Regions from separate parts of the Mus musculus genome. Here all the other regions are linked to region 7. The links are chromatin contacts, called in public HiChIP or PLAC-seq and promoter capture Hi-C maps. All regions are on one chromosome and are shown on one strand. The core of a region is the stretch at or near the end of the contact, and the rest is flanking DNA. Distances in the headings are between cores, read along the strand shown. Region 1 overlaps Srebf2 (sterol regulatory element binding factor 2). Region 2 holds the start of Srebf2 (sterol regulatory element binding factor 2). Region 3 holds the start of Ccdc134 (coiled-coil domain containing 134). Region 4 holds the start of Tnfrsf13c (tumor necrosis factor receptor superfamily, member 13c). Region 5 holds the start of Naga (N-acetyl galactosaminidase, alpha). Region 6 holds the start of Wbp2nl (WBP2 N-terminal like). Region 7 holds the start of Serhl (serine hydrolase-like).

Region 1 (3,177 bases), core at 502-3,001, 930 kb after region 7:
CTAGCCCCTTTCATCCTCAATAGACACACTCTGGTCATCTCCTTCAACCAATCTGGGTATTCAATCAACATATCTCGGTATTGTGGGTGACCTGGGAAGCCCAGGGCATGGTGGCACATGCCTGTAATTCCAGCACTCGGGAGGCCGAGGCAGGAGCTCAGCTCCTGAGTTTGAGGCCAGCATAGAGTACACTCAGCAGTTCAGCTGTCAAGAACCTTTAGAGAAGAAAGGACGGAAAGTCCTGGAAAGAGCTAGAACACAGTGACACACACTGCCAGCACATAGCCCGGTTTAGATCCATTTTTCTGCCATACCATTTCGTTCACCTTCATTACCACAGAGCCCCGTTTGAAGGCAGAGGCAGAGAGATGTTGGTCCTGCACCAGGTTCCATGCTTTTCAGGGCCCTTGTGGATCTCTGGCTGTGTCTTTTCCCCACTGGGAAAGAAGTCTGTGGGGCCCCCTTGGAAACTATGCTCTCCTTTCTAGATCATATTCCAAGTGTCTGTAACCCCTGAATCCCTCTTCCCCTGAAGCCTCAAGCCTGGGAAGGCTTCCATACGCTCCACTAACTCCAGACACTCTTGTTTCTCATGACCGCTTCCTGTTCCTGGGGCGTACGTGTAAGATACTCTAAAAGGAAAGACGTGAACGCGTACCCATGAAATGAGTGATTATTCTTGAAAAGTGGTCGGGAATTCCAGAGGCTCTCTTAGCCTCTGATGCTCTCATTCAGACACCAAACAAACCACTGTGGCAAGAACAGCCCCCATGCCTGGCACAATGGCTCAGTGGGAAAAGACACTGGGCATGGCCTGACGACCTGAGTCTGAACCCCAGAAGCCACATGGAGGAAGGAAAGAACTGACTCTCACAAGGTGTCCTCTCACGTCCACACATGTGCCATGGAGTATGCACCCAACACAAAGTAAATAATATAAATAATAAGAATAAAGAGAGACCAGCCTTCCAAACCAAAAAGCACCGTCTCCATTCCTTCCCCCAAGTCCTCTTCCTCTGCCCCAGAAAGTCCCTTCCAAGTCTCTGAAAGTAGGGGAGGTGTCTGAGGAAGCCGAGTCGTATGTGGGGCAAGCAGCATGTTACTGGAGATTCCTAGTGCGGTCCAAACGGAGCAACTGGAGCTTAGCAATTCAATCGCCGTTCAACCAGCCAGGCATGTCAGCTCCACTTACAAACACCTCACTGCTCCAGTCTGATGTACGTACGTGGGAGGGCACAAGTCACAGACATGGCAAAGGTCAACTAAGGGCAAGTCCTTCTCCACACTTTAACTAAGAGCTGTCCTGAGTCTCAGAAGAAAACACAAATGAAACGCACACCTGGCGCACGAGCATAATACGAGATTATGGGAAACTTTAAGATGATTAGGAGAAATCTAGCAATTCTCCAGCCCTTCCCAAGTGCCATAAAACCAAAGGAAAGGGCAGTCCGAGGGAGGGCGCACAGGCTTGGGTTTGGTGCTGTTTGGGCCTGGGTCTCAGGAAGGCAGCTCCAGGAGCCGTGAGGACAGATTACTTCTCTCTCACCACAAAAGGCTGGCTGGGACATAAATACACACTTGATTCTTTGCTCTGAGGTGAAATAAGATAATTTATGCAAAACGCCAGCAAGGGGCGGGCCCTCAGGAAGCCCCTTGAGCACCCACTGCACACGCACTTGGGCCTGCTTAAAGTTTACTCCACCAAGCGCTCGCTCTCAAAGCTCTCAAAGCTCCCTTTGCTGGGGGGGGGGTGCAATACCGGCTGGTGTGCAAAGGTCACAGGGTTTTAGTTCACAAAGCAGGTTAAGAGCGTGTAGGCAGATGGAATGGAACGGCCGCTGCTTCTTTTTTTCTTTTCTTCTTAAAGTAAAATGCCTTTCAACGCTTACATAGAAAGTATCAGTGAAGCCAACTTCAGAAAGCTGAGCAGCAGGCCCTAACCAAGTGGTAAGGCAAGATGAGCGACTGTGGGAAGGAGCGCCATGCAGAGACACGCAGGGAGCTGAGGTGCAGGCTCCAGGAACAGTCATGCTCTGACTCCACCCTCCACCGCGTGAGAGCACAGAATGGCTCCCCACTCCGAGTTTTGTGTCAGGCAGTTACACGGGCTCTCATTTCCACAGAGAGCCATGAAGCCAGGGAAAGCAAGGCCTGGGAAAAGGTTTTATGAAGCTTTGAAAATGGAGTTTGTGTTCCAGCTGCAGTTCACAGAGCACGGGGGCAAAGAGGCTCCCCGGAAGTGGCCGGCACACCCAAGCACACCTCACTTCCTTCTCCACCGTTTCCCCAGCCTTAGCAGTCTCTAAAAGTTGAGGCTAAGTTGCTTGGGGCACCAAGAATCTACATTTGGGTTCTGCTTCTTTAAAAAAAAAGCAAAGAAACAAAACTAGAGGGAGGTTTTTAGCACCTGTGCATTTCAAATAGCTTCATGCCTCACAGAAACAGAAGTTCATGTATAGTCTACGGAGCTTATGACCTAGAGACGACAACATATCTTGGCTGCCTTAGCCAGGCAGCCTCTAGTGCACATCAAAGTATGATCAGAGCAAATTTGCATTGTTTTAATCTATGCCATTGAGTTTTTGCCGGCATACTTGTCTATCTCTATGTATGCAGGTGATACCAGAAACCCTGAACTAGAGTTACAGATTGTGTGGTTGGCTGAGAATTGAACCTGGGTCCTTTGGAAGTACGGCCAGGGCTCTCTGCCACTAATCCATCACTTCAGGCTCCTGATCAGATTAATTTTGATTAGGAGTACATCCAAAGCGCCCCAGATGGAGTAACAATGTGTTCAAATGACACAGTCAGCTAATAGTCCTATGGGTATTTGTTGTCTAGCCCAGAGAGGTAAGAGAAGAACTGGTTTACAGAGGTCATTACTCTGTTTAGGGGAGTGAGGGTGGGGTAGGATGAAGAGTTTAGCCAGGGTCTTACTGTATAACTTACCACATAACTCAGGGTTTACCATACTGCCAAAGCTGGTCTCCTCAGACCTTAGACTACAGTGAGTGACTGCACAGAGCAAAGGTCACTTATTCTTATTGTATGGGGGTTTTCCCTGAATGTGTCTGAGCACCACGTACATGCAGTACCCACAGAGGACAGAAGAGGGCGCTGGATCCCCTGGAGTTACAGACTGTTTTACTAGCTGCCATGTGGCTGGGGTGTCCTCTG
Region 2 (2,935 bases), core at 299-2,798, 950 kb after region 7:
TAGCGATCCTTGGTGGAAGAATCTGTGGTTAAAAGTGGAACTTCCAATACACGGGCTTGTCACACTGTCTGGATGACCAAAATGAGAAGTAAGGGCGAACCCTAAGGGAAAAATGCTACAAAATGCTACAAAAGCAAAACAGGCACCTGGCCAACACCTTCTTTAAACAACTGTTGTCACTCCTTTCTCCACGAGAGAACCTTCTACCTGCTTCTTCGCCTGCGAAGCGAGGATGTGGCCATCACATCTGCCTGCAAGGTTCTAGATTCTAGGTGTAGTAACATTCCATAAACTGAGTCACTGCCTAGGAGTTCTGGACTCTCTAAAGTAAGTGACCTTAAACGACACCTCCGGCAAAACTGAGCGATACCCAATTCAGCGGGATTGAATAAATGAACTAACGCAAAGTATTTGGGACTGAGAACTTCAGAAGAGCCCTGACTACTGAGAATGACTTAATTACTAGCCTATTTTTCTTAAAGGTGGAGTGGAAAGAAACTAATAGTGGCTCAGAAACAGAAAGAACTGGGCTTTGTTAACCAGCATGATGACCGCGGGCAAGTCTGGGACCCTCTCCAAACCTTCCTTCCCGTGGCTGAAAAGTGAGAGAATTTTAAGAGAGGTTCCCTGGGCTCCTACCAGTTCTTCCACTTCGCTGTTAAGGCCGCCGAAACAAAGGCCACCAGCTCCCTAGTCTGTACCCGAGGGGCCACAACTCAAAATTCTTGCTGCTCAACTCCCTTTGCAGTGCGACAGCAGGAGCGCCCGGGTCTCCATCCAAGGCCGCCGCACTCTGCGGTCTCTGTCCACTCCATCAGTAACTTGCTTTTTGCAGCTGTTGCCCAAAGTTTTCCAGAGCGCCCGCAGACCCGGCTGTCAGTCAATCCCGAAAAGAGCGGGGGCGTGGGGGAGCCGAGCCCGGGAGCGCAGTCCGGGAAATCCCGAAGCCGCTCCAGTGGCCAGGCAGGGAGTGACAGGTGCGACGCGGGACGCCGGCGAAGACCGGACAAACCAGAGCGCGTGTGGGCGCGCGAGGGAGGCAGCCGCCTCGCTTTCTCCTCTGGCGGCACTCGCGACGCCCCCAGCCCCGCTTCGGGCCCCGCGGCGCCCACGACTCCTCAGCCACCGGGAGCCCTGCGTCACGACCCGGGCTCAGACTCTGGAGCCAGAAGAACTGGGAACCTCCCGGGCAGCCCGGCCCCCGCGGGTTCCTTCCCGCGCACGCCGGGGCGATCGCGGGGTGGGCGCACGCGCACCCGCGAGCGCCGCCGTAACCCCTTCCTCCCCGCGCGCCCCCCGCACTCCCACCCAGCCGCCGCCACTCACCGTCGATGTCCCCGAGAGTCAGCTCATCGCCCAGCTCCGTGAGGGTCTCCATGGTCTCCAGAACGCCCAGCTCGCTGCTCTCATCCATCGCCCAGCTTGGCGCAGAGTCCCCCGTGAGGTCCAGCTCAGGGAGACGCGGAGGCGGTACCGCCGCCACCGCCCATGACACCCGACAGCCCCCACCTGGTACCGCCTCACCGCCCCGTGCCAACCGCCGCCATGTTTGAGCTGCGCCCCGACTCCACGGAAGGGGCGGGGCAGAATTCCCCCGCCCCGGGCCGCGCCCACTGCAGCCCCGCCCCGAGCCTCCGCACCCCCAAGTTTGTTGTCAATGGGACCAGGCTTGCATTAGCCAATCGGCGCGCGAAGCGGCTCATGGGGTGATGGTGCGTCATCGATCAGCAGCTCAGATTTGCATAGCGGGACTCCGCCCCTCACGGCATCCAAGCGCCAGCGGAGAGTAGCCGCCGGGTCCTCGTCCCAGCCTTCTTCTGGCTTAAAGGAGCCGCTACTTTTCCGTTGGATCAGCTCCAGGAGCAACTTTGTCGAGAGCCCGGAAATAGAAGGGTTAACGCACCGCTGTCCGGCGCTACCTTCTACCACCGCCCCCTTTACTCTAGGAGCACATTACGTCATCTCCCCAGTTGCCTCTTCCCTCCCCCTAGCTCTGGGTAGAATCATAGTACCCTAACATTCTGGGATAGGCTATCCAGACCCTAAGTCACACTTATCCCATCCGAGACTTAACAGGGTCTTGAGATCACCTGAGTATTGTGAACATTTTACAACTGGCCCTCAATTTTGGGAAACCTCGATCATTCTAAGGCCTTCAGACAAGGTCATTTGTTCAATGGTCTCTCCAGGTGAGGCCCCACTCCTGCAGTCACCTCACTGCATCATCTTACAGGTAGTCGGTCACACTGCACACAAAGGTGCACGCTTCCAAGAACTTATCCGAAGAAACAAAAAGATTAGTGTTCCGAGGAATGCTATTAAGTACATGTATTCAAAGACATTCATCACAAAGTTCTCTAACGGGAAAACAGTAACACAGTAAGGCATCAGGTACATAAATTACCTCCAAACAGTAGAATATCAGGGCATCGTTAAAAAAAAGAAATGCTGGAATGGACATCTGAGAAAGGACCTAAGTGTATACTGAGAGGAAGAAGGTTTTCATGGCATACATAGGAAGAGCTTCTTGTGAGTCTGAGGCAGTTGTTCTTAGGGGGTCAGAGCTGAAGGCTCTGTGGGGAGACCTGCATATCCAATAAGCCACTTCCTGCTCCTGGGCTGGCTAAGCAACTGTTTGCTGATAAGCCTGGTTTGTCATCTTTAAAACAGCACAAGACCACAGTTGTCATTGTCACATTTATTTGATTTCCGTGGCAAGCAAACAGCTCTTAACTTCTGGGATGAAGTGTTCCAGCAGGCTCTGAGGGGGAAAGGGTCTCCAGTGAAGGTATTGCAGCTCTGAGAGGGAAAAAGATCCTGGCAATCAGGCGCCTGGGAATACCCACAAAGTCACATCACAACAAGTCTCACAGGAGAGATTTACTGGGAGAGGCGCCTCTGCTGGGGGACAAGAAATAGCAAAGAACTGAGCAAG
Region 3 (3,141 bases), core at 631-3,130, 970 kb after region 7:
TCTGCCTTGTTCCTGGGCAAGCACTCCAGTTCTCTAAGCCAGGGAAGGTCTTATAGCTTAATATAGCTTCCTATAAAATCGGGCATAGGAGGTCCCCTTCCTGATGCAGAGCGACAGGTCTGAACAATGTACTATGTCTGGAGAACGGGGCTGACTGGGCATTAAGGTTCTTTTCAAATCCCTGTCCTAGCCTTCTAAGAGGGTATCAGCCAAGGAGTCTCAGGCAGTGAGAAGGTATGTAAGGCTTGTATGGCTTCCCTCCTCCTCCAACTTCTTCTGACATCAGAAAGAAGGGACACAGCATGAGAAGGGAAGCAGGGAAGACTTGGAGACTGTACCCATTCACCCGGGAACTACATGTGCAGCATCTGTCCCTAATTCCAACAACAGCCCAACCATTACTGCTCAAGCAATGTTCCACGCAGTTCTAGAGCTGAGAACACATACCCAGGAAGTATGGCAAACCAAACTCCCTGAACTTGTACCTTATCGCTTGAATGGGTACGAGACAATCAACCAACATACAAGCATAAAAGGATTCGGTTGGTGAAGTTCGAACCAGGGCCCGAGTCTGATCCCCAGTATCATGAGTAAGCTGGGTGCAACGCATGCTTGTGCTCCTAGATCTGAGGAGTTGGGGACTCAACTATTCCTGGAGCTTGCTGGCCAGCTAGTCCAGCTGAATCTAGGAGCTCCAGGTTCAGTAAAAGGTCCTGTCTCAACGAATAGGGAAGAGAACAATTAAAGATACCTGGTATTGATCTCTGTCCTCTGCATACACATACTGAGGTGTACATGGAACACACACACACACACACACACAGTTGGCTCTGTTTTTTTTTTTTTTTTTAAGGATAAGAAGAATTTGGTCAAGTGAAACATTAATATGTGGGGGCTGGGAGTAGTGGCTCATAACTTTAATCCCACCACTTGGGAGGTTGAGGCTGGAGAATGTCCTTAAGTTTGAGAGTAATCTAGGCCTTGTCTAAAATTCCAAAATGGATAGACTAGGGTGGAAAATGACAGTCAACAGAGGCCTCATACTCAGATGAAAGATACCCTGTTTTACTAATGTGGAAACTGGGGGACAAAAAAAAAAAAGTTACTATTCAGAGTCTTACAGCTGTTCCTAGGCTGAGCCAGGAGTCTTACTCTCAGTTCAGTGCACTGTGTCTTGTCTCTAAATAAGCACAGGGCATCTCATATCAAAGCTGGCCACACCCCCACCCAGAATTTGAGATGCTCTGGGAGAGATCCTTAGGAGAACCCCTGCCCCCACGGAGCCGGGACAGCAGAAATCTACAGAACAAAGATTATCCAGGACCGTCCACCTTCCGTCTCATGTTCCAGAACCCAAGCGAACTTGAACCAGGCCACAGCAAAACTTAGGGAAACAAATTTACCAGACAACCTAGGATAACTCAAGCAGGACAAACGTGGGAAAGCAAAGTAGCGGACCGCGGGGGACAGGTCTGGTTTTCATGACTGATACTCTACTCTTCGGCCTCTAAATCTCGCTTCTGTCCCAAGCGTCCCCAGCGCTCTTTCAGACTCGGCAAGCGACTCCGAACTCGTCTTGTAGAGCCTGTGGTAGTGGCCGGGCGGGGGTTTTGGTTCCGCGCCTTGGAGCTTCGGAGGGGCAAGCGAGCCTTTCTAGGTGTCCGAGTCCCGAACCCGTACGCAGTGCGGGGGGCTCCGCACTCCCCTCCCAAGAAGCCTACAGTACAGTCCGGCACCCCCACCACTACCTACCCCGGCCGGCGGTGCAGGGAGAAGGGAGCAGCCCCTTGGCGAGCAGCCGGAAGCACCCAACTCTGGCAAGGCGCGGAACTCTACAGCAACCGGCCAGCAGTGCTAGGAGACCGACAAGCGGCCGGCCCACCTACTGCGCTGCTCCTGACCAATGAGACCGGGCCGCGAACGCCGCGCTCCGCTGACCTCACTTCCGGCCCCGCCCCGCTGTGCTCTGGCGCGTGTCGCTGCAGCTGTCAGCCACGGCGTGGTCCTGGGAGAAGCCGTCGCCCGGCACGCTGATGATCTCGGTTCTGGTGGAGTTGGAGGAAGTTAAGCTACGATGGGGCCCTTACCCTGCTGAAAGCGCGTCAGCAAACCGCGGCCCGAAACCCTTGCTGCCCGGCGCTTTTAGCGTAGTGCCTGATGTCTCATCTGAGTCTATTTTAAACCTCAGCTCGCAAGATCCAAAGAACTTTTTAAGGAACCAGCATAACCTATGGTAGTGCGGAGCACGGGCAACCCCGACTTGTCCATCCAGTTCACTGATTTCTAAACCAGAGTTCTTCCTCTGTTCGTAGACATTCTGTTTTGCTCCGGGGTAGGGATTGAGGGTGTCAGGACAGCTAGATCCGGGGAAGACCGGCGGAGTGGCCAGTTAGGACGCAAAGCCCAGGCTGGGCTGATATACAAACAGGTGCGGGCAGAGTTTTCTGCCAGTAGCCGGCGATGGTAGACGTTAAATGACCATTGCCCACGTGAGTATAGAAAAGGCTTGAGCCAGAGAGGCTGAAGTGGGTTTGATTTTATTCCCCCCTGAGATTTGTACCTCTTCCCATGTCCACTTGAGGTGAAGTGCTTCTCCAAAGTCCAACCACAAGGCTTGGGGCCCTTGATGTTGGGGCCTTCCCAGCTCAGGGGTTCTTCATGTTCTCTATGTACAACTATGAAGCACTTTGCACATGCTCAGGCCCCAACCCTTGGTTTTCTGAGACAGGGTTTCTCTGTATAGCCCTGGCTGTCCTGGAACTCACTCTGTAGACCAGGCTGGCCTTGAACTCAGAAATCCGCCTGCCTCTGCCTCCCAAGTTCTGGGATTAAAGGCGTGTGCCACTACTGCCTGGTGCACATGCTCCTTAAATGCTCTCACTCTCCAGTCTGTCTCCATCATTTGCGGAAACAAGCCAGTGTCCAGCTGTGTAGCTGAGGAACAAGTTCCAGGAAGATGAGCTCAGAGTGAAAGTGCACACAGGAATGTTAATGCATTATTTTATTTCCCAATTCCATTTCCACTGTGGTGTAAAATAGCTCCAGAGAGAGGCTTGATATTGTTTTCCCCCTCAACCATTATGCCCGGAATTTGTCTGCAGGTCTCATTGTTTTCTGTTTCTGGGCCTTTATGTCCTGAGG
Region 4 (3,151 bases), core at 67-2,566, 880 kb after region 7:
CACAAGAGGTCTCCTCACCACCAGGCCTCCACTCCAGCTGGACCCCATCCATCTATCCCTAGCAACGCCGCTCTCACCTTTCTCTCAGCACTCCTCAAGCAGTGGCCACGTTGGTTGGTTTCCAGTATGTGTGGCCTGGAGGGCATGTTTCCCTGCCCCTTGCAGCTGCTAAAGATATCTCTAAGCCCCTAGCCCTGAGGGCTCAGAGGTCTATATGGCCCACCTTGAGGCCCACCAGGGAACTCCAGGCCCCAGCTCCTAGCTGGCAGCTCCCTCTGGCATTTCCCAGGCCATGACCCCTGGGGAGGGGGCTGCACATATCCCAAGACCCCCAGAGAGCTTGTTTGTGTGACTGTGACTGGGGCTGGGTCTGAGAGACGCTGATGAGAGAGACAAGTGGGAGAGAACATGGAGGTTTGGGGGGGGGGGGGCAGAGCCTGATACAACAGGCACAGATGTGAACAAGCTTATGATCTAAGAAAGGACCTGCAGGGACAGGGAGGTCCCTTGCTAATCCTCAGGTCTTCCCAGGGCTCTGCTTGCTGAAAGCTAGTGTGGCTCTCCAGCACCCTGCGACCAGAGTCCAAGTTTTCTGCTGGTCCAGCCTGCCCCACAGGTCTGAGCACAACTTAGCCTCCCCATTTAAGGCACCGGGCTTTTGCTCACGTTCTACCCTACACTGGCCACTAGTCTTTACCTCTCTACCAACACCATGTCATTTTCTCAATCGAACCTTCCTGTTATGGTTGGTGCTGACTGGCACTGGTGGACCTCAGGCCAGACCCCGTGCCTACCCACTCCCGTGGAGTCCAGGATGACTGGCAATCTGTCCCCATTACTCTCAAAGGGGACTCTGCCCAGGAGGTAGGGCAGGGCAGAGGGCATGGATATGGAAGATTAGAGAGGGCAGTGAGATTAGGAAGTCTTTTATTTATCGGTGTCCCTCCAGCACCCCTGTGGGCATTCCCATGGGCCACTCAAGATGATCTGATGTCTCAACCCTGGGAAGGGCAGAGCAGGAAGCAGGAGGGACTTGGAGGCAGATGGTTAGTGGAAACAATTGGTCTTGGTGAGGCACAGCAGCAGGGGGCTGGAAAAGGTAGGCGGCTACAGGGTCCCTCTGCTGTCCAAGAGCAGGCTCCAGTGTGACCCCCAGCGCAGATGATGCTCAGCTGTCTGTCGTCTGCGGTGACAGTTGAGTGGTTTAATGCAGGAACCACAGGTGAAAGAGGTCTGGGGTTCCAGGCGAGGTCGCAGCTCCACCCCAGTGGTCCCACCCCAGCAGGCAAGGGCGGGGCGGAGGATGCTGCGTCGCGGTTTCATTCTAGACTACAGGGCACACAGCCCAGACTCGGAACTGTCCCAGCTGCATGAGGCGGCGACATGGGCGCCAGGAGACTCCGGGTCCGAAGCCAGAGGAGCCGGGACAGCTCGGTGCCCACCCAGTGCAATCAGACCGAGTGCTTCGACCCTCTGGTGAGAAACTGCGTGTCCTGTGAGCTCTTCCACACGCCGGACACTGGACATAGTAAGCAAAGGCATGGGGATAGGCGCGACCTGCCTGAGGTATCCAGCCTACCAGCGCCGCATGCTCCTCTGCTGACCCTGGAGCCAATGGTCTCCCACATCCCTCACTGTTAGTCTCTCCCTCCCCCCTCCCCATCTCTCTTTCCCTCCTCCTCCCCCTCCCCCTCCCCCGTCCCTCTCCGTCTCCCCCTCCCCCATCCCTTTATCCCCCTCATCCCCACATCCCCTTATCCGCTCTGCCAACAGCAAGCAGCCTGGAGCCTGGGACAGCTCTGCAGCCTCAGGAGGGCTCCGCGCTGAGACCCGACGTGGCGCTGCTCGTCGGTGCCCCCGCACTCCTGGGACTGATACTGGCGCTGACCCTGGTGGGTCTAGTGAGTCTGGTGAGCTGGAGGTGGCGTCAACAGCTCAGGACGGCCTCCCCAGACACTTCAGAAGGAGTCCAGCAAGGTGAGAACTGCCGGGGCTAGGGGAGGTTGGGGGGGGGGTTGGGGGGGTTGGGGGGGGGACGACACAGGACTGAGGGAGACCTGGAGTTGACTCTGATGCTGTCATAAAGCAGGGAGGACAGTACAGCCCAAGCCTTAATCCAAGCAAGAAGACCCAGAGGCCAAAAAGAGATGTTTGGGACGGAGGTGTCTGCCCTGACATTTGGGAGCCCAAGGGCCTGATGCTAGGTTATGCCCTGTGGGCTGACCAGACACCCCTCTCCCTCACCTCATCTTATCAAGTCTCTGAACTCAGCACTTCCTGTGTTGAAGACCTGTCACGTGCTGTTCCCCGTCCTCCTCCTAGGGCCGTCCCAGAGGAGGCTTCTAGAACGGGCGTGGGGGGGGGGGGCTGTGATTCCGTCCTTCCTGCCTTATCTTACCTGCTCCCTCTCCCACCCCAGAGTCCCTGGAAAATGTCTTTGTACCCTCCTCAGAAACCCCTCATGCCTCAGCTCCTACCTGGCCTCCGCTCAAAGAAGATGCAGACAGCGCCCTGCCACGCCACAGCGTCCCGGTGCCCGCCACAGAACTGGGCTCCACCGAGCTGGTGACCACCAAGACAGCTGGCCCAGAGCAATAGCAGCAGTGGAGGCTGGAACCCAGGGATCTCTACTGGGCTTGTGGACTTCACCCAACAGCTTGGGAAAGAACTTGGCCCTTCAGTGACGGAGTCCTTTGCCTGGGGGGCGAACCCGGCAGAACCAGACACTACAGGCCACATGAGATTGCTTTTGTGTTAGCTCTTGACTTGAGAACGTTCCATTTCTGAGATGGTTTTTAAGCCTGTGTGCCTTCAGATGGTTGGATAGACTTGAGGGTTGCATATTTAATCTCTGTAGTGAGTCGGAGACTGGAAACTTAATCTCGTTCTAAAAATTTTGGATTACTGGGCTGGAGGTATGGCTCAGCAGTTCGGTTTGTGTGCTGTTCTAGCCGAGGACTCCAGTTGTTCAGCTTCCCGGAACTCAGATCTGGCAGCTTAAGACCACCTGTCACTCCAGCCCCTGGAACATCCTTGCCTCCAAAGGCACCAGCACTCATTTGCTCTAGAGCACACACACACACACACACACACACACACACACACACACACACATATGCATGCATGCACACTTAAAAATGTCAAAATTAGC
Region 5 (3,306 bases), core at 411-2,910, 760 kb after region 7:
CCAGCCGGCCCTCCCCTCTCACCCTACCCCCACTTAGAGCTCCTTGACATTTAGGTCTCAGCTGTCCGCTCTGAGGTCTCCTCCCTGACCTCACAATGTAAACAAGCATACCCTACATTTTGCTGGATGTTTTAAGGGGGGAGTGTGGTGGTTGGTGGCTGCAATGTTCACTAACTTTTCTTCAACTAGTAGTATCCACTAGAGTAAATGTGTTACAAGGTGAAGGTCGCGGGAGGGTGGGTAAGGGGAGAATACAGCATGAGTTTCCTGAGGAGGGAGGGGAGAGCTTGCCGTTTTTAAATAGAAGAATGGGCAGAGTAGACCTCACTTGGACATATAATTAAGGGAAATGAGGGTGTCGGCTATGCCCATATCTAGAAGTGCATTCTAAGCAGAAGGCACAGCTGGTTCAAAGGCTGTGTTTGAGGGGCCACAAGGAGGGCAATGAGGAAGATGACGGCAGGGAATAGGGTCAAAAGGTAGAGGGTGGGGTTTAGAAACACCATTTCCCCAAACTAAGAGAGTAGCCATCACACAGACTTCAGAGAGACAAGACCAGGGCTGGGTTGGGTTCGTTTTTTTAGGTTAAGTGTGTGCCCGATTATCTGCCTGTATGTGCACCATGTGAATGCCTGGTGGCCTCAGAGTTCAGAAGAGGGCATCAGATCCCCTGGCATGTGAGTCTGGAGACGGACCCTCGTGCTCTGCCAGAGCACTAAGTGCTCTTAACCACTGAGCCATCTTACCAGCCCACAGAGCTGAGTTTTCAGGTTTGCCTTGGCTGCCTTGGAGAAGTAAGGTGGACAAAGGAGGCCCTTGAGGGCTGTCTCCGAATCATCCAGGCAATATGTAATGAGGCCAGCGTTACTGGGTGGGATGAGAGGTGGAATTTAAAGGCAGGAATCAATTTTTGGACAATTGCATGTAAAGGCTGAGAGAAAAGATTGGCAGAGAAGTCGGTTTGCCATTACCTGATAGGAGGAAAATGGCACAGATTCGGAGAGGGGACAGCTATGATCATCATCGGTGTAAAGGCATCCAGAAATAGTGGTTGGCACCTAGCCTGTGTTTAACATATGAATAAGTAATGAATAAATACATTTGGGGAGTGGGTGGGCGAACAACCCCTTGGGTGTCAGGTGGAGGGGGCAGCCTCCTGACCTTTCGAGAGCTGAAACCCCACCCAGCCTCTTTCACTACCGTTTTCGAGTGGTTAAGAGCAAGGTTTCAGGTGGATTTCTGAGTTCGAGGCCAACCTCGTCTAGAGAATGAGTTCCAGGACACAGAGAAACCCTGTCTCGAAGAAACAAAACAAAATAAAACAAACAAACAAACAAACAAACAAACAAAAAAAGAGCAAGGTATCGCCCTCTGTAGGAATTCACTGCACAGCTACTTACTGAGCACGGGCAGTGCGGGCCACCACCCCCGCCCTCTGGGGCGGAGGACGGAGGACTCCAACCAGACCCGAGGCACAGCGGCGCGCGCACAGGGCGCCCAAGCCGACTTCCCACGGGAGCGCGCCTCGGGAACGCGCAGAACGCGAGCTTAGATGGGCGGAGCTTTTGGAGGCTGGGAGCTGGGGCATAGAGGGAGGGCACGGCGTTGCTAGGGGATTCTGATTGGTTGCTCAAGAAGGGTTGTCCCGTGACATTCCGCCTCCCGGGTCGCTATAGGTACAAGCGGCCGCCACGGGGGCTTTCACGGCTTACCGCGGACTGAGCGAGCGCGAGGGTAAGAATCAAGGGGGACCCTGGGCCTGCGATGTTTAAGAACCGAGAATCTGAACCCACACGGGGACCTGGAACCGGACATGGCCTATAGCCTTCCTTCTTCCTGGTATTCCTAGAACCAGTCACAACCGCTCTTGGGCAAAGTGTCCTAGACTATTTGTAGTTCTAAAAGAAGAGCTTAGATTCCGGGAAGTAAAGGGTAGGGAAGGAGTGTGTGAGGGTAGTGAAAGCGACTTGGGACCAAATGTGGAATCCGTAACTTTTATTTTCGGAGATAGGGTCTCTCTACCTAGTAGCCCTGGCTGGCCTGAAACTGGCTATGTGGACCAGGCTGGCCCAGAACTCAGAGATCCTCCTGCTTCTACCTCCTGAGTGCTGAGATTAAAGGTGGGTCCCACTATGCCCGGTGGGATACATAACATCTGTTATCTTCCACAGTTCAGCATATAAAGCTGCTAAGAGCAGATTCGAGTGGGTCCTGAGATTTGACTCCAAGGCAATGTTGCAGAAGACAGGTACCCTCACCTACTCAGGTGGCTTTGCAGGGGAGGACTGTGGCGAGGAAGCCCCAGCCCTCCTCTTTCTTGATGGGGGTATGTGGGGAGAAGTGTGCCTCTCCTTGGAGCTGGGCCAGGAAAATCAAGGAGATGCCCCACACCTCAGAATCGTTTCCCCTCCAAAGAGGCCACTTCCTTTTTCAGCCCTGCTCCAGTGTATAGGTCCTATCTTACCCGATCCTGGCGGGCTGTAGCAGCCCTGTCATGTGGGTGTGGTAATTTATATATAAGGAAGCTGAAAGCCAAGAGGAAGGGGCTTGTGTAGGTGAGCAGCTGGGTACAAGTCCACCCTGACCAACCCCTTTAGGCCCTTCTGAGGCTTTCTGAGGTGGAGAGCAAAAACTCCAAGGCCTCAGAAACCCAGAGTCCACAATGAACTGTCATTTCTGTGTAGGGAGGGAGGGAAGAGGGCATCTGGTCTCATGTATATCAAGGACATGACTTCAGGGGTCCGTTCCATTGATTCCCAGTCTGTAGCAACAGCTTTTTGAATACATTACTTTGCCCCATGTACCCCCCCCCCCAGACTGCACTCACAGGCTGAGGCAACTCTAACCCTACTGGCCTGTACCTGGGGAGGGCTGAAGGGCTGGAGGGGTTGAGGTGATGACTGGGGTTGGGGGGTGGGGTGCTGTAGGAACCATTTACAAGTCACCATCCACCTCCCCCTCAGTGCTCTTACTGGCCCTGGTGGCTCAGGTACTGATGCTGGAGAATGGGCTACTGCGGACTCCACCCATGGGCTGGCTGGCCTGGGAACGCTTCCGCTGTAACATCGACTGTGTGGAGGACCCGAAGAACTGCATCAGGTGAGTAAGATCTGCTTACCCAGGGCAACAAAATGGGGTCAGTGGGTCAGTGGGTGAAAGACACTCATCAGCAAAAATTTTAAAAAAATTTTTTTAAATAGAAAAATGCAGAGTCAGAATGAATGTATCTGACACCTAGCCCCATGACCTGCTTGGGGCCTCAGTAGGTGTACTTGGCCTCTGAGGTAACTGAAAGAAGATAAAATG
Region 6 (3,235 bases), core at 578-3,077, 800 kb after region 7:
GAAAGAAAGAAAGAAAGAAAGAAAGAAAGAAAGAAAGAAAGAAAGAAAGAAAATGTTCAACATGTCCATGCTAAGGCAAGATAGAAACAAGACACTTCACCTCCAACTCGAAAATCACTAAATTATTGCTCATCACTGAAATATAGGCTTCCCCACCACCACCAACCTCTTTGTAACTTACTTCCTCTTTTATCAATACACTGGGGATGCTTCTCATTTGTCAATATCTATGTTATTATTACTCCCAACAGTTGGTGTTTCAGTGTGACTAAATACTTGTTCAACCCCAAATCTAAGGTGTTCTGGGATATTTTGCTGTCGTTGTCTAAGTACTACATTCACTGCGAGGCTAAGGCAGAATCACAAGTTCAGGGCCAGCCCTAGCCAAATAAATAAACAGCAAGACTTCGTTTCATCACATTCAAACTTACCACAATTGTAACTGAACTCCCAAATGTGTCTCATAACTATAAAGAAAACTAAAAATAGAATCAATTTTCCTCCTCTCAAACTCTTTCCTTACTGTCGTTTGTATCTGAGAAAGGTAGAGAACTGATTGTTCCTTGATGAAGAGACAGAGAAACCCTGTCTCAAAAAACCAAAAACCAAAACAAAACAAAACAAAACAAAAAACAGCAAGAGAAGTTGATGCATAGCATATAACTTCAAATCCAAGTCCAGGCGTTCCCATGGGCACTGAAAATGATTTTGAGCAAATTATTTCTCATATGCCTACCTGTGAAATGAGGGAAACGGCTCACTGCAGACAGTGCAGTTATCAAGACAAAGAATCCTTGCTATGCTTAGCTATTCAGTGAAAATGATCGGTACGTATTCAAGAGCACAGATTCTAAAAATTTAAAGGAACAACGACAAGAACAAAAAACCGGGACTTTTCTTCTTTGAGACAGAGTCTTTCTACAATATAGCTCTGGCTGTCCTGGAACTCGCTTTGTAGATCAGGCTGGTCTCGAACTGACCTCAAGAGTTCTATTTAAGCACATCATTGAATGAGTCTCACAGCTAAGTGAGAAATAAAAGGAAATCAGCAGAGCGAGGGCAGAATCCAGAAGAGGCGGAGACAGAGGGTAAGGAAAGTGGGTGAGGGGTAGATTAAAGGACATGTGTCAAAGTCACTAAGTTTGCCTAGAGGTGGGCTTCTCCTGACAGAGAAGCCCCAGCACCATGAGCGACTGGAAATGCCATGTCTTCCTCGGTCCCCCCTAATTTTGTTCCCAGTCTTTTCAGTAAAGGTGACAATATCCTAGGTTGAAGCAACCAAGAAAAGGCACTTCCGGGGGTGGGTGGGTGGAGGAAGGCTTGTGACAATTCTGGATTAGTTACCTACACTCCACATCCTAGCCCTTCTTCCAACTCGCCTACCCCTTTGTTCCTGGTGGCCTGAGGCGCACCCAGGGCCCTCAGGGTGACTGTCACCCTCTTAAAGTCGTAAAGTCGCACACAGCCACTGGAAGCTGTCCAGCAATGCAAGGGCTGGCACACTCTTCACACAATCCTCGCTCAAGCCTTTCCTCTGAGGATGCCCGCGCCCCTCGCACCCGCGCACGCGCCTAGCCACAGGCTCTTGGACTTGGCCGCTGGCGCATGCGTTCAAACGTCAGGGGCGGAGCTCCGAGGAAAGGGCGGGAAAGCCCTCGATTCGCAGAGGGCTTTCTAGCGCACATATCTACCCTGAGCATCTCCTCCCTCCTTGACAGCAGCCTGAAAGTCCCCTCAGGCACCTTTCACCATGAGGGATGGCGGCCCAACGGCGGTCCACTGTATGGTTCTGGTTCACTGCCATCTTGCTCTAGGTCTCCTCCCGCCGCCGCCTCCGCCGCCGCCAGCTCTTCAAATGGAAAGGGGCGGGGCCTGCAAGGCAGTGGGCGGGTCCCTGAGGAGAGGGCGGAGATTATGGCGCAGAAACCCTGGAGTTGAGTGGGCAGCTGTCACAAGAGGAGCTGTCACAAGTCAGAGGAGGAGAGCCTGGGTGAGGAAAAGGGGCGTGTTCGTGGAGCTGGCTTTACCCCTAGAACGGGGAGGGTCTGAAGGATGGGTGACTAGCCTCTGTCATGTTAGGCCTACAACCAGCCTTGGTCCTGCTAGGAGCTAGTGGTTTAAAAAGTAGCCATTAACCCAAAATCTTAGTCCAGATTAACCCCCAAACCAACTCAGGGTGAGGGTCTACATTTTCTCCACTCTTATAAGACCAGAGCTTCCTTCCATCAAAGAGGGCTTAGGACAGAACCAATGGTCTTGGGAGAGAACATCCAAAAAGATGAGCTAGGTCAGGAAGTGGACAGTGAATTTCAACCTTCAGTGGGTCCAATTCTTGGATGCATTTGTAGGTGTCCCACTCAATCTATTACTCAAGATATTCTAGAGTGTTATTGTGTCAGTGAAGAAATGAAAATTGTCAAATAATAGATATATTATCATTGTAAGACATGTGCTGATTTCAGATTTTTGTTTTGTTTTGTTGTTTTTGTTTTTGTAAATAGGGTCTCTCTATGTATCCCTAACTGTTCTGGAACTCACTATGTAGACCAGGCTGGTCTCAAATTCACAGAGATCCTCCTGCCTCTGCCTCCCAAGTGCTGGGTTTAAAGGCATGGGCCACCACACCTAGCACAGATAATTTTTTACATACAAGACTTACTAGAATTAAGACTCAAACTTACGGATGGGAGAGATGGCTCAGTGGCTAAGAGCACTGTCTGCTCTTCCAGAAGTCCTGAGTTCAAATCCCAGTAAGCACATGGTGGTTCACAACCATCTGTAATGAGATCTGATGCCCTCTTCTGGTGTGTCTGAAGACAGACAGCTACAATGTACTTACATATAATAATTTTTTTTTTTTTTTTGGTTTTTTCGAGACAGGGTTTCTCTGTATAGCCCTGGCTGTCCTGGAACTCACTTTGTAGACCAGGCTGGCCTCGAACTCAGAAATCCGCCTGCCTCTGCCTCCCGAGTGCTGGGATTAAAGGTATGCGCCACCACACCCGGCCTATAATAAATAAATCTTTAAAAAAAAGAAAAAAGAAAAAAAGAAAAGAAAAGAAAATTTAATAGAAATAGTATACAGCGGCAAACATCTTGATCTAGCCACTCCTGTCATGGTCAATAAAACCTTGAGCAAGATGATTGTGTTCTTTGGACTTGACCTTCCACACTTGAATGTTAGTGTATAGGCTTATTGTGGCTGTGATGGTTGATGTCCACCAAACAGCTGTGT
Region 7 (3,310 bases), core at 129-2,628:
TATGAGTGCACCAAGAGGCACAGGCGCCTGAGCTACTGGCCTATGTCTAAGCTTTAGACAGACTGATTGCCAGATAACAGGGAAAGACAGCTTGGGTCCCCTGGATGAGAAAGATCTGAATAGGTTTTTCAGGATATAGCTCATTGGTTTTTAGGGCAGAACTGGAAGGAGTAGGTTGGGGGCTGCCGGCTTGAACCCTGACACTTGTGGGCTGTATGACCTTGGCTTGCCTAAAACCTCTCCATCTTCAGTTTCCCTTTCTGTTAAACAGGAGCAAATAGAGAATAATGCCTCATAACTATATGGGACCCATTCCAAGAGCCCCTGTAGATACCTGAAACTTCAAGCAGTAACAGACCCCATACACTGAATGCTACCTATAACAATAATTATACATGCCTGTTATCCCAGCCCTTAAAAGGTAGACATGGATAGACGATAAAACATTGTCTCATAAAACTTCAAATCAACAAAATAAAACAAATATACTACAATTTGTGCAGCACTGACTCTAAAATATTATTATGAGAACCAAGTGTATTAATCACACCTATAAGCCTAGCCTAGTCCTGAGGAGGTAGAGGCAGGAGGATTTCGGCCACTTAAGGATAGGCTGGTCTAGGGAGTTCCAAGCCAGCTAAAGCTACATACAGTAAAATGGCTGAGGGTTTTAAGACACTACTCAGAGTACCATGCTGCTCAAAACTGGTCTGTGCCCTCACATTTTGGACCTTAGGAAACTGAACCCTTGGAAATCGAAACTGGGAGATCACCGTGGCCAGCTTTTCCTATACCTTCGGAGCCGATGCCAGACACTTTATACTCTATCTATCTATCTATCTATCTATCTATACACCGTGAGTTGGAGAGTTGGGCCACTGCTGTTCTCAGTGCACAGATCACGAAACTGAGGCACAGGAAAGGGAGAAGGGGAGGAAGGAGAGGGGGAGAGAGTCAGCTTGACTCCAGGGCTCCATCTGGGCCTCTTCAAGTCAGATGTGCTCCAGAGCTGACCTTCTGCTGCTGTTGGACCCAAAGAGCAACCCCAAATAGCAGCCTAGGACTCAGCGGCCATCAGGAGCCCCGAGTCTGGCTCTGCTAGATCCCAGTGCTGCCCACTGAGCCTGGGAGAGGGCGATGAGCGTCCACTCCACCAGCTCAAGTAAGCGAGTGGGAGCACTCGTCGGCCTCCCCCTTCCCACTCCAATCTAAGGGGCCCTGAGGGACATTTTCACCCATTGCTCTGGTCGGTGAGGCTGTCACTCCTCGCTGAGGAGGTCACAGGAACTGGAAGGACTCAGAAGCTCACGCCCCGCCTCTTGCGTCCCGCTCAGGACTTTCCCTCCAGGTCCTTCCCGTCCCCACCGGCTTCCGTCTCCTTAGCCCCAGTTTTAGCGCCAGCCCCGCCCCTTCAAGCGACACCGCCCACCGAGGCCCCGCCTTCCTGCGGCCGGCCCGGGACTTTCAGGAGGATCTCAGGGCTGCTCAACTCCTGGCACATTGCTGTGCTGCTACGGTGGGATGGTGTCAGAGCTAGCAGAGAAGTAAGTCTCTGGAGGACAAGCTTTGACAGGCTCAATACCTGGGCATCCCCGCATGATTACCACGAGCTAGACAAGGCCCCGGTGGCCCCACAGTGAGGAAAGCTCCCTCGAGGATCCTCTCTGATTCCCACAGAAATGAGACGACTGTTTCACAGTGTTTCATGCCTCCCCACCGTGTCCCCACGGTGGCTGCGGTCCCTCAGCAGTGCCTGGCGCTATCCAGCTTTGATAATTGATTGCACGGCCTGAATGAATAAATGAATGTATAAAGCGAGGGCTCTGGCAGAAACCATCCCCAGGCAAGGAAGGACTGAAAACAGTTTCAGTCCCGAGAAGAACTCAGAGTCAGACTGTGGGCACGGGGTGCATTCAGGAGGCTGGGAAAGGCCTGTGGGTTTTTGGAGGCCAGCCTGGAATACACTGCAGGACTCTCCAATGACCAAAACTCATCCTAAAGCTAACCCTAGCAATCCAATCACAAACATTCCTAAAATGGACACATACAAGCACTACCTTTTAAATTAAAAGCAGAAATCTTGAGCTTTTAAATTTACCAGGTGGGCTCTCTGGAACAGCGGGAGATATTCCCTATCATTGTTGTAGCTGGCGAACCACAGACCTGGGCACTGAGCGGAATCAGTGTGGTGAGTTCCCCAAAGGGGTGACAGGGCAAACCCTGAGCATCACAGGCTGTAGTAAGGGGAGGGAGGGGAGGCTGGGCAGAGCCACTGTGGAGAGAAATTTGAGGCTGAAAAATAGGCCAACGTAGATGAGGGGCTGGAAAATGGGGCCGCCTGGTTGTGACAGGACTTTTCTGAGTGGTTTCACTCAGAGGTTAGGAGCTGGGAACACACCACGCTTTTCTGTTCTATTCTTTGGTTTTTGGAGACAGGGTTCGAACTCACTCCATAGCTGAGGGTGACCTTGAATTGAGCCGCCTCCCTCCCTCTCCAGAACACTGGGGTTGCACGCCTGGTTTATGCACTGCTGGGGGTCAAACACGTGGATGCATGCATGCCAGGCAAACATTCTACCAACTGAGCTACATCCCCAGCCCTTTGAGAACACTTCTGTTGGGTCCAATCAGTGGCATCTATCGGTGGAGAACACACTTTGATTCTCGATAGATAAGGGTCTTCACTGAGTTCTGTCGGAGTACAGTCACTCAGAGCCACTGGGAACAAGACACCTACCAGGAAGCCTGGGACCTTTCCCAATCTTTCCCAGTGACACATTGTTACCAATACTTGCACTTGGCATCTCGCATTCCTTTGACCTCAAAATTCCCTTGCTTCAACCAGCCCCTCCAGCAGCCATGACCTCAGCCGGCTCCTGTCTGTCCTGCTGGTCCATGGCTACAGTCACTGTCCCTCCATTCAGTCTCATCCTCATGTTCACATCCATCTGTGTCCCATCATTTCCATCTACCTCTTCCCTTTCCGTCCCTGTGACTCCATTCTGCCCTGCTTATCCTGCGACCACAAGCTGCCACCAGCCCCTTCCCCACCTCTTATTTTACTCGTGTGAAAATCTGGGTGCCTCTCACTGCGGGCTGGGGTGGGGGTTGATCTCCTGCCGGTCTATTAGATGGTGTTGGGGGGGGGCCTTTCCCTCTCCTGTGCTATCCGTTCTCTACACCTGACTCTTGCTGTCTATATCTCTGAGCCTTTTCCCCCCCTTCCACCCTGGACAATTCCTTCCTTCTACCCTGGACAATTCTACCCTCTTTTCAAGACTTGGTTTCAAAGTCAGCTTCCCTAGAAACC

Evidence for each region. Promoter capture Hi-C pulls out the DNA fragments that hold promoters and counts their contacts. HiChIP or PLAC-seq counts read pairs in DNA pulled down with a chosen protein or histone mark. Capture Hi-C pulls out chosen DNA fragments and counts their contacts.
Region 1: a contact with region 7 is called in an H3K27ac HiChIP or PLAC-seq map of large pre-B cells, with 4 times the contacts expected there. The contact joins the enhancer-like site here to the promoter of Serhl in region 7. A contact is called at or near these places in 2 of 39 promoter capture datasets (the 3T3-L1 cell line and liver), 1 of 484 Hi-C or Micro-C datasets (embryonic fibroblasts), 2 of 115 datasets of contacts at active chromatin or transcription factors (bone marrow-derived macrophages and large pre-B cells) and 2 of 9 other capture datasets (adipose tissue and embryonic stem cells).
Region 2: a contact with region 7 is called in an H3K27ac HiChIP or PLAC-seq map of acute myeloid leukemia, with 5 times the contacts expected there. The contact joins the promoter of Srebf2 here to the promoter of Serhl in region 7. A contact is called at or near these places in 8 of 39 promoter capture datasets (the 3T3-L1 cell line, 3T3-L1-derived adipocytes, embryonic stem cells and 3 more), 2 of 484 Hi-C or Micro-C datasets (embryonic fibroblasts and embryonic stem cells), 4 of 115 datasets of contacts at active chromatin or transcription factors (acute myeloid leukemia, bone marrow-derived macrophages, embryonic stem cells and 1 more) and 1 of 9 other capture datasets (liver).
Region 3: a promoter capture Hi-C map of liver shows a contact between it and region 7, with 4 times the contacts expected there. The contact joins the promoter of Ccdc134 here to the promoter of Serhl in region 7. A contact is called at or near these places in 3 of 39 promoter capture datasets (embryonic stem cells and liver), 1 of 484 Hi-C or Micro-C datasets (embryonic stem cells), 1 of 115 datasets of contacts at active chromatin or transcription factors (large pre-B cells) and 2 of 9 other capture datasets (liver and pancreatic islet).
Region 4: a promoter capture Hi-C map of embryonic stem cells shows a contact between it and region 7, with 7 times the contacts expected there. The contact joins the promoter of Tnfrsf13c here to the promoter of Serhl in region 7. A contact is called at or near these places in 7 of 39 promoter capture datasets (3T3-L1-derived adipocytes, the HPC-7 cell line, embryonic stem cells and 4 more), 1 of 115 datasets of contacts at active chromatin or transcription factors (large pre-B cells) and 2 of 9 other capture datasets (adipose tissue and liver).
Region 5: a contact with region 7 is called in an H3K27ac HiChIP or PLAC-seq map of epiblast stem cells, with 7 times the contacts expected there. The contact joins the promoter of Naga here to the promoter of Serhl in region 7. A contact is called at or near these places in 13 of 39 promoter capture datasets (the C10 cell line, cranial neural crest, embryonic stem cells and 7 more), 1 of 15 datasets of contacts at CTCF or cohesin (large pre-B cells), 5 of 484 Hi-C or Micro-C datasets (B cells, the Ba/F3 cell line, the HPC-7 cell line and 2 more), 17 of 115 datasets of contacts at active chromatin or transcription factors (the 230-238 cell line, the HPC-7 cell line, T-cell acute lymphoblastic leukemia and 13 more) and 3 of 9 other capture datasets (adipose tissue, embryonic stem cells and liver).
Region 6: a promoter capture Hi-C map of liver shows a contact between it and region 7, with 5 times the contacts expected there. The contact joins the promoter of Wbp2nl here to the promoter of Serhl in region 7. A contact is called at or near these places in 3 of 39 promoter capture datasets (cranial neural crest, liver and stem cell-derived epiblast-like cells), 1 of 484 Hi-C or Micro-C datasets (neural progenitor cells), 2 of 115 datasets of contacts at active chromatin or transcription factors (large pre-B cells and stem cell-derived neural progenitor cells) and 3 of 9 other capture datasets (adipose tissue, embryonic stem cells and liver).

The regions. Positions count from the first base shown.
Region 1 is chr15:82,165,420-82,168,596 of GRCm38.p6, reverse strand. All of the region lies in intron 1 of Srebf2 (sterol regulatory element binding factor 2), which reads right to left. Among named protein-coding and RNA genes, the nearest start is that of Srebf2, 20 kb to the right of the region's middle. Within about 2 kb of position 1,751, at least 159 of the 459 cell types and tissues checked have an H3K27ac peak or open chromatin away from gene starts, as enhancers often do. A contact at or near this core is called in adipose tissue, bone marrow-derived macrophages and liver, where this site is marked.
Region 2 is chr15:82,145,882-82,148,816 of GRCm38.p6, reverse strand. It overlaps Srebf2 (sterol regulatory element binding factor 2), which reads right to left and starts at 1,548. Exons shown (of 19, transcript NM_033218.1): 1 at 1,327-1,548. The coding sequence starts at 1,414.
Region 3 is chr15:82,126,661-82,129,801 of GRCm38.p6, reverse strand. Ccdc134 (coiled-coil domain containing 134) reads right to left here and starts at 1,880. Exons shown (of 7, transcript NM_172428.2): 1 at 1,753-1,880. It overlaps Mei1 (meiotic double-stranded break formation protein 1), which reads right to left. Exons shown (of 31, transcript NM_028897.3): 31 at 2,988-3,141.
Region 4 is chr15:82,222,545-82,225,695 of GRCm38.p6, reverse strand. It overlaps Tnfrsf13c (tumor necrosis factor receptor superfamily, member 13c), which reads left to right and starts at 1,316. Exons shown (of 3, transcript NM_028075.3): 1 at 1,316-1,528; 2 at 1,774-1,977; 3 at 2,420-3,151. The coding sequence starts at 1,384. The coding sequence ends at 2,598.
Region 5 is chr15:82,337,180-82,340,485 of GRCm38.p6, reverse strand. Naga (N-acetyl galactosaminidase, alpha) reads left to right here and starts at 1,660. Exons shown (of 10, transcript NM_008669.4): 1 at 1,660-1,734; 2 at 2,172-2,248; 3 at 2,964-3,099. The coding sequence starts at 2,233. It also overlaps a transcript of Pheta2 not described here.
Region 6 is chr15:82,297,576-82,300,810 of GRCm38.p6, reverse strand. It overlaps Wbp2nl (WBP2 N-terminal like), which reads right to left and starts at 1,827. Exons shown (of 6, transcript NM_029066.1): 1 at 1,743-1,827. The coding sequence starts at 1,804.
Region 7 is chr15:83,098,273-83,101,582 of GRCm38.p6, reverse strand. It overlaps Serhl (serine hydrolase-like), which reads right to left and starts at 1,378. Exons shown (of 12, transcript NM_023475.3): 1 at 1,236-1,378. The coding sequence starts at 1,239.